2 separate regions of the Mus musculus genome follow, and region 2 is linked to region 1. Evidence: chromatin contacts called from public promoter capture Hi-C data. All regions are on one chromosome and are shown on one strand. Each heading gives the region's core, a stretch centred on a gene start, on an enhancer-like site or on the middle of the called end of the contact. The rest is flanking DNA. Distances are from core to core; before and after follow the strand shown.

Evidence for each region. Promoter capture Hi-C pulls out the DNA fragments that hold promoters and counts their contacts.
Region 2: a contact with region 1 is called in a promoter capture Hi-C map of second pharyngeal arch cranial neural crest, with 2.6 times the contacts expected there. The contact joins the enhancer-like site here to the promoter of Bmp5 in region 1. A contact is called at or near these places in 7 of 39 promoter capture datasets (the 3T3-L1 cell line, 3T3-L1-derived adipocytes, the C10 cell line and 3 more), 1 of 484 Hi-C or Micro-C datasets (uterus) and 2 of 9 other capture datasets (adipose tissue and liver).

Annotation. Positions count from the first base shown.
Region 1 is chr9:75,773,826-75,777,354 of GRCm38.p6, forward strand. Bmp5 (bone morphogenetic protein 5) reads left to right here and starts at 1,540. Exons shown (of 7, transcript NM_007555.4): 1 at 1,540-2,757. The coding sequence starts at 2,268.
Region 2 is chr9:75,959,190-75,962,718 of GRCm38.p6, forward strand. No RefSeq gene overlaps it. Among named protein-coding and RNA genes, the nearest start is that of Hmgcll1, 54 kb to the right of the region's middle. Within about 2 kb of position 1,947, at least 37 of the 459 cell types and tissues checked have an H3K27ac peak or open chromatin away from gene starts, as enhancers often do. A contact at or near this core is called in second pharyngeal arch cranial neural crest, where this site is marked.

The sequences.
Region 1 (3,529 bases), core at 290-2,789:
GATATATTTTATAAACACAAAAGAGTAATCGATCTGAATCTGTACTGATGACCAAAATTTGGTGTTTGGTTTGGATGCTAAGTAAAAAAAATCTCAGGGATGTTAGAAGTTCAAACTTCTGCTTATTGCAGTGGTATCTGGTCCCTGAAAATCTTCATGGCTGCTCTTCCTTGTGATATCTCTTTTACAACAATGCTCCCTGAGTGTAGTCTCTGAGCTGCTGTTCTGACTGCAGTGGCATCCTGTAATGATGCAGAATTTTCAGTGAGGGAAAACATTCAACTGCACTCTCAAGTTTTCCTAGTGATCTGTACAAGAGAAATGACGTATCCCTCCAGAACCGGAAGCCCCCTCAGTGTCTTGCATTCACTGATGAACTGAAGACCATGAGAAATATGACTGTTTCATTCACTCAGAGGAAATACGTTAAAAGAAATTAAACAAGGAATGAGACACCTCTCGGAAAAGAAAAATAAAACATTAGAATTTCACCACAGTTCTAGAATTCACTGGATAAATTTACCTTGCTATCGGAATGCTGTCCCAGACAATGAAAGCACTGTAAATGCTAAGGTTAAATGCGTGCCTGAGAGGAAAATTATAGCAGGCAGAGAAACATTGCAGACTTCCAAATTTTAAAGGCATTAACCATTAAGGATAAACACATACTTCGCTCATTTCCTCAGATTAGGTATGGCATTTTAGAAAGGTGCACACTTTCTCTATTCTACCCATCAAAATTCAGAAATTCCACTTCCAATTTGTGTGTAGTCACGCAGGGTACCTGATCTTTAGCAAACAAACTGGTGTTTATTTGTACAACTTAAAACAAATCAAAGTACTGAGTGCACTTAGTAATAAATATCTTGTAGTAAGCATGACTACATTTCGGTGGTGATGGAGTAAAAGTTAAGGAAGATAATACTATAAATGAGATATTTCTATTTCAACTATTGATATAGTCAGAAATAAATATTATTTCTGCTTAAATCTTTTCTACAGATAATTAAGTTGGAGCTATCTAATTCTTATCCCTGAATTACAAGTGCTCTTTCTTTGGAATCGAATATATTTACTAATAATTCATTGTCTACTTTTTCTTACTTTAAAATAGCCAGTTGTCGTTAAGAATCAATAAATTTATTCCAATTTTAAAAATTGTCTTTTCAGTTTTTAAGAAGTAAATTTTAATGACTTTCAAAAGCTAGAAATAATCTCAAGTATGGCACTGAGTCATACCAAGTTAATTTGCTACAACCTGAGACTTAATATAGAAGTGTATTAAATGCATTCCATCAAAAAGCCTAAAACATTTCTGTATGGCTGGGTGGCAACGTTTTCAGCCTGTTACTTGAAAACTGGCTTTTATCCTCCCTGGAACGCGTACACCCCATAGATCACTGTTGTCTGTTACATGCATGGCCATAAAATTGCGAAAATGGAGGCTTTTCTGGTAGCAAAAGGGTTAACTTCTTTTTGCTTTACCAGTTTCAAATTACAAGGAGAAGCCTCTTCTTTCCCAGCAGGGCTGTGCTTACATTTCTCCTTAGATCTCTCTTGAAGAGGGCTGGTATATTTGTGCCTGCTGGAGGTGGAATTAACTGTAAGAAGGGGGGAAGAGATTGAATGGATTTACAGGGAGGATTGCAAGTAAATTCAGGGAAACACATTTACTTGAACACTATAACCTTGGGTCTTGTTTTACACTAAGACCATACAAAAGATGTTCAAGTTATCACTAGGCTGCCGGACAAATCTAATTCCAACACCAAGGTGCAGATCAGCGTAGATCTGTGATTCAGACCTCAGGATTTGCTTTGGAAAGAGTTCAAGTGTTGAGAAGAAGTCAGAGCAAGTGAAGAGAACTTGGGAGCTACAGTCTATCAGAAGACCAGCTTTCGTCAGTTCAAATACCAAAGGCCTGATTAGCATAAATTCACATAGGAATGCATAGGTTATTTGATCAAATAATTTTAACCAGCTTTTGCTACATCAACCTCTCAAAAGTTCTTAACAACTGTGGATAATTAGAAATCTGAATTTCAACTTTCTAAGGAATAACTACTCTTGACGTGTTCTAAAATATTTAAAGCAGGAGAAGAAGATGGACTGAGGGCGCGGTGTTCAGAAATATCACTGTCATGAAGAACAGGTAAATTTGTTTTTACATCTCCTGGTGAAGTATACTTCCAAGGAACCTGGATTATTATTTTTTTTCCAAGTGGACAAGAAGGATTAAAAATATCGACTTTTGCTTTTGCACAAAAATGCATTGGACTGTATTTTTACTTAGGGGTATTGTGGGCTTCCTCTGGAGCGGCTGGGTTCAAGTGGGTTATGCAAAAGGAGGCTTGGGAGACAATCACGTTCACTCCAGTTTTATTTATAGAAGGCTACGGAACCATGAGAGACGGGAAATACAGAGGGAAATTCTGTCTATTTTGGGTTTGCCTCACAGACCCAGGCCCTTTTCACCAGGGAAACAAGCATCTTCTGCCCCCCTCTTTATGCTGGATCTCTACAATGCCATGGCTAGCGAAGACAACCCTGAGGAGTCGGAGTATTTGGTGAGGGTGTCCCTGGCTGGAGAGGCCAAAGAGACAAGAAAGGGATACCCAGCCTCTCCCAATGGGTATGCGCATCGTCTGCACTTACCACCAAGGACTCCTCTGACTACCCAGAGCCCACCTCTTGCCAGCCTACATGATACCAACTTTCTGAATGATGCTGACATGGTCATGAGCTTTGTCAACTTAGGTATGTTATTCGTTTATTTGTTCATCTGTGTTAGTATAAAGAGGAAGTTTTTCTAATGTTAAAGTAGCCTCTTGGTAGGTGGCCATGTTTATATATTCATTCTATAAAATTCCCCTTCATAGCTTCTGTTTCATTTTCTATGTAGATATACGATTTTGTTTTATGCTACAGAGTCACATATTTTTTTTAACATGGAAAACTAAAATTAAAGTCACAATTTGGATAGAATTTGGTCCTTTGAGAGCTTATTAAAATTTAATTTAAAGATGTGCATAAAAGGCAATCCTGTAAAAAGGGAAAATTATTAGGATAGCAGTGCTTTGGGCAAAAGGGGAAAAAAAGAAAGAAAGAAATGAAAAAAGCAAGGACCCAGTGTTTATGTGTGGGAAAATAAAACTAACTTTCCAAACCAATTTTTTTGTTAGTGATTTAAAGAGCATGTGAATACATATTTATATGCTACTTAAAAGTTCTCACCTAGGGGGGGAAAAATCTCTAAATGAAATTAGCCAAGATCAAATGAGCTGGTAAATATTAGAAATCAAGGGGCTTCAGTGAGAAAAAATAGTTTAGAAAAGACGTTTCAGTCTCACATTCCTTAAGTGTAATGATTAAAATGTAATCATATCTAGTTGATGTTTGACATAGGCAAGATAGATATAAAACTTGATTTGATAGTATTTATCTATACCAAATTCTCCTTTGAGATAAAAATTTTTAGTTGATAATTCCTAAAAATATCAACAAAGATAATGGAAAATAAGTCTTAAAA
Region 2 (3,529 bases), core at 697-3,196, 190 kb after region 1:
AGGAGACACTGCTGTCAGCAAGGATTTCCCTCCAAAGTCAGAGCTCAAAGCAGTATTCATTTTAACCCCAAATGCTAATTTGCTACAGCAATTGTCTTGAAAATTAGTTTTTCGTAGGTGAGTGCAGTTTGAGCACAGGACAATCACATATCTGGTGTTTTGTTTTCTAAGTTGAAAGCCTGTGGAAACATATTTTATGGATTGTACTTCATGAAGAAAATGTTTCTAGCATAACAGTATTCAAAGGCTGCTGGCCAGCCAGGAAACAGGACACAGGTCTGCTGAACTTACAGTACGTTGCACAAGATGAAACAAACTATGATATAAAGCCTGAAGAAATACATTTTATGGATTATACTCCATGAAGAGAATGCTTCTAGCATAACAGGGCATTCAAAAGGAGTTAGTCAGCCAGAAAACATGCATGACATATGTCTGTTGAATTTACACTATCTTGCTTTATTTGTTAATAATACCCAGAATTAGTATAACGGTGTGGCATGTAAGTTCTTTTGTGTAGCATTGCTTGGAAACATTTAGAGAAAACACTACAAACATACCATCCTCAGTATGTGACTTCAGATTCGTAATGCCACATTTTCTTTCTTCCCACCAAGGAAGGACAAACTCGATTCTTTCCGCCCAGGTCATTTTAGCCTTAGTGTGTAGTGGTTAAAGATGCAAGCCTTGGGGAAGGAAGCCAGCTCTACAGATCATGCAGTTTGTACTTCACAACACTTACTCTGAAGTGGAAACACATGCTTTCTTCCCTTGCAGCCAGCCACTAAGTAGCTTTGCCTCTCTTACCCAGCTTAGTGACCTGGAGGCTCCTTATCTTTGAAATGCAGATAAGGCTGGGAGCTCCAAGTCTGAGAAATTACTGAAGGGACTCAGTGGAGGGCACAAAGCCTGCTACAGAAGAGACATTTGGTAAATTTCAGTTACACTTAGTTTTGTTAACACTGTAAAGCTGGTCAATGAAATATATCTATTTCATCTTCCAAACTTTTCAAAGTTGTTTGTGATTTTGAGTGAGATAAATAGTAGCTGTTTACAATGAATGCATCTTTAGTGATTAGCAATCCTCTCGCTCTTGGTAAATGATTAGAAAATTGAACAGCTTTACATTTAAGGCATTCCTTCATTCTGCTTCTTCAGGGTCTTAACAGTTGATTAGAATCTGGGATATGTCTCCTAGATCTCCTTTAAGTTTATCTTAAAACACACTGCACAACGCTCTTCAGAGTTAAGAATTTAGGGCAAAGGTTAATGGGAACTCAGCTCCTGACTTTAATGACCTTGGTTTTTGTTTTGTTTTTTTTTTTTTTTACATAATGTAGAAAAGTTCAAACTTTTGAAAAAAATTCTGGAAAAAAATTGGGAGTATTTCTTGGCTTCCACATAAAATGCTTTAAAGAAGAAATGGTTGCGGGGACACAACAGTCTCCTGTCATGTCTAGAGCAAGGTCCAGAAAATGTTTTCAAGACTTTGGAAATGTTTGAATAGTACTGCTTTCTGAACTGCCTGCTAGGCATGCACAATGATTCATTTCCTTTATGTAGAAACCAAACCTTTAAGATGATAGGTCAGAGAAGGTGATTTGAATTATATTGCTTTGGAAAAAAAAAAATCCGAGTGAGGCCTTTATGCTCTGTTAGTTACACAACACTAAAGTAAAACAAATGAGTCCTGCTGTAAACGATAATTTATGGCTTGTTCTTTCATAATAAAAAAGTTGAAACTATAATCTTTATAAGGTTTCAACATGCCGTATGTAGTATGTAATACTACATACTATTTACTACATACTGTTTCCCTATGCTAAGAAGTGAGAAAAGAGAATGTAATTGCTTTTGCTCAAGGGCACAGGAACAGTACCAACCCTGACAGTTACCCTGGGTATTTTCCAAAGAACAGTTACTGATCTCTGACACTTCGAGTGTGGTTTTCCATTCAGAGGTTAACCGATTCCTGAGTATCCCAAGCTTTTAATTCCTGAAACATGATCCTGTTGGCATGCACAGGTCTGCTAATAGTTTTGGTTCTCTTTGTAAGACTATGACATGGTTAGGCTATGGTGGTTCTTTTTGGTTTTTAGCATGGAGCTTGCATCCGTGCTTGATTCAGAACCAAATCAACCGACTAAACAAACAAAGCAAAATGGTTTATGAAAGTGTATTCCTAGGGGGCGAAATCTGTGAGAAGAGAAGTTATGAGCCAGAGATGCCTTGCTCAGCCTGTTTCTGTTATTTCATTCTTGGAAGTGTATGCTTTAGGCAAAAGAGCTGGGTTTTATGTAGCTATTGTTGAGGCAATATATGGTCCTTACTGTAGGTGTTAATAGTCTGACTAATAATTTTCCAATCTACCCAACTTCATAGTAGATATATTATATTACATTATTACATATTTATTATGTCTTTTAATAAAATGTAACAGAGCTCAGAAAAACAAACGTTTTAATTTAATAGCACATCTTACCTATTTTACTTTAAGAAATTTTAGGATAGGTTACAGTGAGGATTTTAAACAATGATCTAAATATATTCCTCTTATAACTAGTTCAGTTAACATGAAAGTATTTTTTTCATCAATGCTGAGATTTGAGGCAAATGACTTTACAGTATTGTTTGAATTCTAATTGCAAACCCAAAGGGATGTCCCAGGAAAAATGAAAGTAAAGATTTGGACTGGCCTTGGAAGAGGGAAGCCATGCTATACCTGGGAAGTCCCTGCAAAGTTATAGTATCAGGAAAATGGTAGACAGTGTGCTTAGGAACTTGTCAAGACACTTGGCCCAGCTTCTGAATCTCCTCCCAAGTCTCTTGCTCTCCCTCTCCCTTCCCCACTTCTCTCTGAGGCAGGGTCTTGTTCTTAGTGCTGGCTAGTCTTAACTCACTATGTAGACCAAACTAAAATGCTTGTTTTTAATATTTTAAAATTTAATTTGTGTGTGTGTTCACATGTGTGCCTGAATATATGCATGTATGCACATGTGTGTACGAGCCAATGAGGAACAGAAGTGTCAGATGCTCAGAACTATAGTTACAGAGGGGATGAGCCACATGTGAGCACTAATGAACTGTACTCAGTTCTCTGCAAGAGCAGCCAGTGCTCTTAATTTCTGAGACATCTCTCCAACCTCTCCCCCAAACCTAATATTCCCCAATAAGCTATAATTCTACTGAAATATTAATGTTTAAAATAGAAAGGAATGGCCTTAGAAGAAACTGAGTGTGTTCTGGTTAGCATGTCTTTAGCTACAGGACTTTGTATTAAAATCACGTTGTTTAATATGATTGCTAAGCATACCCCTCAAGTTCTTTTTAAACAGATATTTGTCAGCTTCTAAAATACCAATCAGCAAAAATGTTGCTTGAAAACAAATTCAGTGTTTTCATATATTATTGAGATACAGGTCTACCTCTGTCGTATTGGTATTCAAAAATATAGAGCGGGACATTTTTATTGGAGATTTAAATATTTCCATTTGTCTCATTCATGTTCTTGTATTAACTTGTCCTAATC